2 separate regions of the Bos taurus genome follow, and region 1 is linked to region 2. Evidence: chromatin contacts called from public Hi-C data. All regions are on one chromosome and are shown on one strand. The core of a region is the stretch at or near the end of the contact, and the rest is flanking DNA. Distances in the headings are between cores, read along the strand shown. Region 1 has its middle 14 kb from the start of SIK3. Region 2 overlaps SIK3 (SIK family kinase 3).

What was found. Hi-C and Micro-C count contacts between places; a contact is called where the count stands out from the background.
Region 1: a Hi-C map of skin fibroblasts shows a contact between it and region 2, with 8 times the contacts expected there. The contact joins two enhancer-like sites. A contact is called at or near these places in 5 of 11 Hi-C or Micro-C datasets (blastocyst, liver, skeletal muscle and 2 more).

The regions. Positions count from the first base shown.
Region 1 is chr15:27,790,317-27,793,133 of ARS-UCD2.0, forward strand. No RefSeq gene overlaps it. Among named protein-coding and RNA genes, the nearest start is that of SIK3, 14 kb to the left of the region's middle. Within about 2 kb of position 1,310, at least 13 of the 102 cell types and tissues checked have an H3K27ac peak or open chromatin away from gene starts, as enhancers often do.
Region 2 is chr15:27,542,943-27,545,670 of ARS-UCD2.0, forward strand. It overlaps SIK3 (SIK family kinase 3), which reads right to left. Exons shown (of 24, transcript XM_010812395.3): 7 at 1,521-1,639; 8 at 864-974; 9 at 494-637; 10 at 1-61. Among named protein-coding and RNA genes, the nearest start is that of APOA1, 39 kb to the left of the region's middle. Within about 2 kb of position 1,384, at least 7 of the 102 cell types and tissues checked have an H3K27ac peak or open chromatin away from gene starts, as enhancers often do.

The DNA of each region.
Region 1 (2,817 bases), core at 60-2,559, 250 kb after region 2:
CTGTCCATGGAATTCTTCAGGCAAGAATACTGGAGTGGGTAGACATCCCCCACTCCAGGGGATCTTCCCAACCCAGGGATCAAACCCAGGTCTCAGGCATTGCAGGCAGATTTGTTACAGTTTGAGCCCCCAGGGAAGCCCTGTGAGTGCTGTGGGTGTTCCCAATGCACCAGCAGTGCAGTGATGGAAGAGACTGGAGTCAGTAAACAGAGGTCAAGGCTCAGCTTCACGGCTGAGTATCTTGGTGACCTTGGACAGCATGGAGCATCTCGGCTGCAAAATGAGGCTACTAATACCCTAGCCACAGGGTGGTTGTAAAAACTAAATGAGATAATGTTTTAAAACTGCTTTGTAAATTATGAAGAGTTGTGTGGGTTTGTTTTGCTTAAGGTTCAGATAGTTGTGAGACTGTGCTAATGTTACAGATGGGAAAGAATCGGAAAACATGGTCTCTGGTCTCCAGTATCTTGTGATCTTATAAATATAGATAAGGCGTGTGTGTGTGTATGTGCATGCACGCTCAGTCACATCTGAACCTTTGCGACCCTATGGACTGTAGCCCGCCAGGCTCCTCTGTCCATGGGATTCTCCAGGTAAGAATACTGGAGTGGCTTGCCGTGCCCTCCTCCAGGGGATCCTTCCAACCCAAGGATTGAACCTGTGTCTCCTGTGTCTTCCACGTTGCCAGGTAGATTCTTTACCGCTGAGCCACCTGGGAAGCCTATAAATAAGGCTCACAAACTTGAAAGGCTGCACAGGATTAATTGGGTTCTCGTCTCTTCTGCTGCAGGTGTCTCAGATACAGCTGGATGTGTCTGGTTAGCATGTAAGGTGGCTTTGAGGAAGTCTTTCTGTGAGAAGCCTGTGGTGCCTCATTTGAGAGACCTCCTCCTAGGGGACTATGGAGTCAGGTGTGATAGGCTCACCAAGAATTAGTGCCTTGGTCACCTAGGTGGAGTCTGATTGTTGTTACTCAGATGCAACATTGCCCTAAACACTTAAATGAAAACCCAGGCCTCAGAGAAATGACAAGTCTGTAGACATTTAAAAAGCTGTTTCCTTATCTCTATAACACACTGGGGTTCACACAGTTTGAGGACCCCTCTCTGAGTACATAACACAGAGAGCGGTAGAAATTACTCCCCACTCCGCTACGGACCAGGTGCTGCTTTGATACTTAGTAGGTGCCCAGCGGAGCAATGGGAAAGACCCAGAGAACCCAGAAGAAAGAGCAGGGTCGTGGCAGTGCCAGCCTGCAGAGGTGTCAGTTTCCAGCAAGGGCTGCTGCAACAGTGTGTGTACTGTTCCCTTCAGAGCAGTGACAGTCCCCAGCAGAAACTGCCATGCCAGGCGGCATGGTAGGAGGCGGTGTTCATAGACCAGCTCAGAGCAGCTGCAGCTCTTGATCGAGCATTGTGGATATTTTGGGGATGGAGGATGTTAGCCTATGGAGTGTCCAGGAACATTGGAATGAAGTGGGATTTGTAGAGTGCTGGGGTCCCTGTATTATCAAGTGAGCCATAAAAGGCCAGCAGAAAGTTCACCTAATACAGAGTCATTTCAGATAATGACAAGTTCAGTAGACTGGATTCACTGGCATCACAGAGGAGGTGGCCACTGGCCCTTGAAGTTGTTCACCAGGCCTGTTTAAATACTGAAAGATGCCTCTTAGCCCACAAGTCAGAGAGTAAACATTCAAGGAGCAATTCTCCGACACCCAAAGTGCCAATTGAGTTTAAAAAGAGCCCTTTTTAACACCTCTGTGCCAGACTAAGGGCTGGGTAGGGAGACTTCCTCCCAGGTAATTCTTGCCATTTGCCTATACCCAGAGCAGCTGTTGCCTCTGCTTTTTCCAAAGAAAGCCTTCTCTGTGTTCTATCTTGCCCCAGGGACCTAAAGGAGACAGAGGTCCCTTAGCTCTTTCTCTGATGAATAGGTTGGTTGAGTCCCTTATGGCTCCCGGGAAATTCAGAAACAAGTGGTAGCCCATGATGCGGTAGATCTAGATTATCCGTGGCCCTGGCCCGCTGAAGAGTCCCTGCAAAGATGGCTGCCAGGGTTGCTTAGGGAACCTGCAGCAGTAAATCTCAAGCGGTCTGTTGGTTGCCATAGGCAACACTTATCTTCTCTGAAAACAAGAGACAGGTGTTCTCTTTGCATCTTTAATACAGTGGGGATGAAGCTATGGGGGTAGGGAGAAAAATTGATTGTCCTTAATCCTGAATTCACCTTAATGAATTGGAAACTGAATCTCCTTTAGGATTTCCTATGGTGGAAAGGATTTTTCAGTCTCCTGTTTTGGAAGAGACACAATAACCAGCAATCTAGCTAAGTGACAAGTAAATCAAAGGAAACTTAATGATGATAAAAACTTCAAGGTTTATAAGCTTGTGGCCTGGATGTAACCAAAGAAAAGGGTGTAAATCAGTACAAAGGTTCTTCATCTTTAGTGCCTGTAATGATAGGTGTAATAATCGCTCAGGAAATTCGCCTCAGGGATTCTAATTCAATAAGTCTGAGTTGAGGCAAAGACAGCAGCAGCCTTATCTACCCTTCTTTCCACCACTGTTAAGAGTGTTCAGGCAATTTATTCAACTGAAACTTTGGAGCCTTCACCAAACTTGTTGACATGATTGAGGAAAAGCTAAGAAATTCACAGGGCCATAGGAGCCTGAAGACTTGATTTCCTCCTTGACTGCTGGTCCTTACCCCTGATAAACGCTTTCCCTGTCCCAGATATCATTTCCATCCACCACTGCTGAGGCTATGGGAAGTTTTGTATACACCTAGAACAAAAGGTATGAAACAGCTGTTAGC
Region 2 (2,728 bases), core at 134-2,633:
CTGGGTTGATGAGCTGCACCTGGGGGACGCTGATGTTCATAGTGGTACCAGCCTGCTCCGCCTGGAAAGCAGCACACACACATACAGGCTTTTCAACACCAGAGGGAAATCATAGAGGCTTTCAAAACATTCTTGATGGCTAAAGTCTATGTTTCTACTTTTGAGTTTTTGGTTCCTCTGCTCTTAGAAGCTACAAGGAAGTATTCTTTAGCGAAGACAGTCTCTCACAATGATTTACGGTTTCTTAAAAAAAAAAACTCAACTATTGGTGTCCCTTCCAAGTGCTGGAATACTCTTCCACCCACTCTATCAAAGAAAGACTGAGTTCTTTGCTTGGCCTCTGACAAAGGAAGAGATGGCAGGTGGGAGGCGATGGGTAAGAAGAGCAGGTAAGCCGACGGATAAGCATGATCTGGCGTTAGAGAGCGATGGATAACCACCACCCCTCTCCACGTTACTAGTCCTGAATCTGATCACTGGAGTTATCACCCACCTGGAGGTTGACTGGCGGCTGGAAGCCCATGGTTCGGGGCATGCCAGGAGGTACTCCAACACGCAGGGTTTTATGTCTCTTATGCCGGTCACACAGCAGGCTGTAGATTGCACTATAGTGATCATAGGCATCTGATCTTAACGACTACCGAGACAAAAGGGGAAAGAGCAAAAAACCCTGGTGAAACAGCACATCAATGACCAAAACTCTTTTAAAAGTAATAGTAGAATAATAAAGCGCCTTCTTTTCAAGGGGCAGAGGAAGAATGGGAGGAAAATGAAAAGATCCAGGTTCCCAGGAAGAAGGATACATGGGAAAGACAGGGCAGAGGGAGAGCAGCCCCCACCCCGGCCTCTGCTCACTTAGGTACCTGCAGTGTCCGCTCTTTGTCCAGTCCCATGTTTTCCATGGCTAAGAGGACATCCTCATTCAGAGGGTCCATCTGCCTTTCTTCCTTCAGCTGCTGGCATTCGGCTATTAACTGTAACAAAAAAAGGCAAGCTATCAAACTCCCAATTAACTACGTCAAGATGGCAGATCATATATAATGAACAAGCTGTTCCATGCTCCCTAGCTTGTGATATTTTTGGCCTTAGATGAAGCCTAAGCAAGAAAGCCCTGGGTACTCAGCTAGGAGCAGATAAGATGGCTAGGCCACTATTTTCCTGAGCTCCTGGGGTACCTGGGATGGCTACGATGATTTAAATAAAGGAATGCTGCAGGATCTGTTGGACTGTGCACAGCGAGAGATAAGAGTAGGTGAACAATCCCGTGGGAAGAGGCTGTACTGTCCCAAGACCCGGGAAGGGACCCGGATGTGAGGACATGCGGTCAGGAACTGGTATCACTATTCCGCAACAGCTCAGCTGGTTGAGCTTCCTTCTTGCTGGCTTTACTTGCTTCAGGATTACACAACAGCCTGCATCCAGGCCTGCCCTTCTAGGTCCTGGCCTGGTTACAATCTTATGCAAAAGAGCCTGCAGCAGCCCGAACAGGCTTTCCTGGGGGCGAGTGGAGGCCCGCTCACCCTATCGAAGTTGGGGTCCGCATCCCCTAGCTTCATCCACTTGTGCTTGCAGATCTGCTCCATGGAGAGGCGCTTGTTGGGGTCCAACACCAGCATGTGGCGGATCAGGTGCTCACATTCTGCAAGAGACATGGAGCCGGCCATCAGTGCCGGTGGGGGAGGCGCTGCGGGGGCCGAGGAACACGGGCAGGGCGAGCAGGTGGACTTCCTACCTCCTGGCTTCTCATTTGTTTCTCTCACTTCGTGATCCTTACCTCTGCCATGGCTTACACCAGAAGGGGCCAGGCAAAGGCAGGAAGAGGTGGAGGAGAGGGAAATTCAACTCAGGGCTGGGGGTGGGGGGAGTGGGGTCCTGGTTAATACCTTCACTAAAAGTCGGATTAGAAAAAAATCTGGGATAATCCCTGGATTTCATTTACTTATATTTTGTAGGGCCCCATTTGCTGCAATTAAGGAAGAGTTTCAGTGTCTGAAGCTATTCAGTGCCTTACAAGATCCCCAAAATACAGTCAGCTCCTTCCTCCTCTCTGCATTCTGATGTGCACACTAACGCTTTCGGGTGTAGGGTCCCAGGTGTGGGGAGAAGACAGGCATGGAGCCTCCCTACCACACATGGTAACCTTTACTGATAATTTTCTCACATTCGCAGGGGCATACAACTGAGCTCTGAGCTAAAGAGATTCAGATCAGAGAGGTGTCACTCTGGGAGCTCATGTTGCAGAATACACTGCAAAAAGAATGATGGCTCCAAAATCAAGATGCCTATATTCTGATTTCAAAACCACCCTCTATTTCTAAGTGTTCTCATCTGTAACTTGAGGGTACTGATGATGACGTGGGGGTAGCACGTGTGATGGAACTGAACCTAGATACTGATGATAAAAAAACAGCAGCATGGAGACACTCTGCTGACTACTTCACACATATTTTGATATCATTTAATCCTCACAGCAATCCCAGGAGGAAGAAACGATCATTATTCTCACTTTGGAGACGTTAAAATTAGGCACAGAGAAGTCAAAAAACTTGTTGAAGACCACTCAATAGGTTAGATTTCAAACAAGTCTCTGCGGTTGGTGCTCTGAATCACACCCCAGCTCACCCAGAACCCGCAGAATAAAGTCCAAAGTCCTCTGACCTCACCTCCAGCCACGTGCCCTGGGCTCCCTGAGCTCCAGCAGCACAGGCCTTCTTTATAGTCTGTGCAT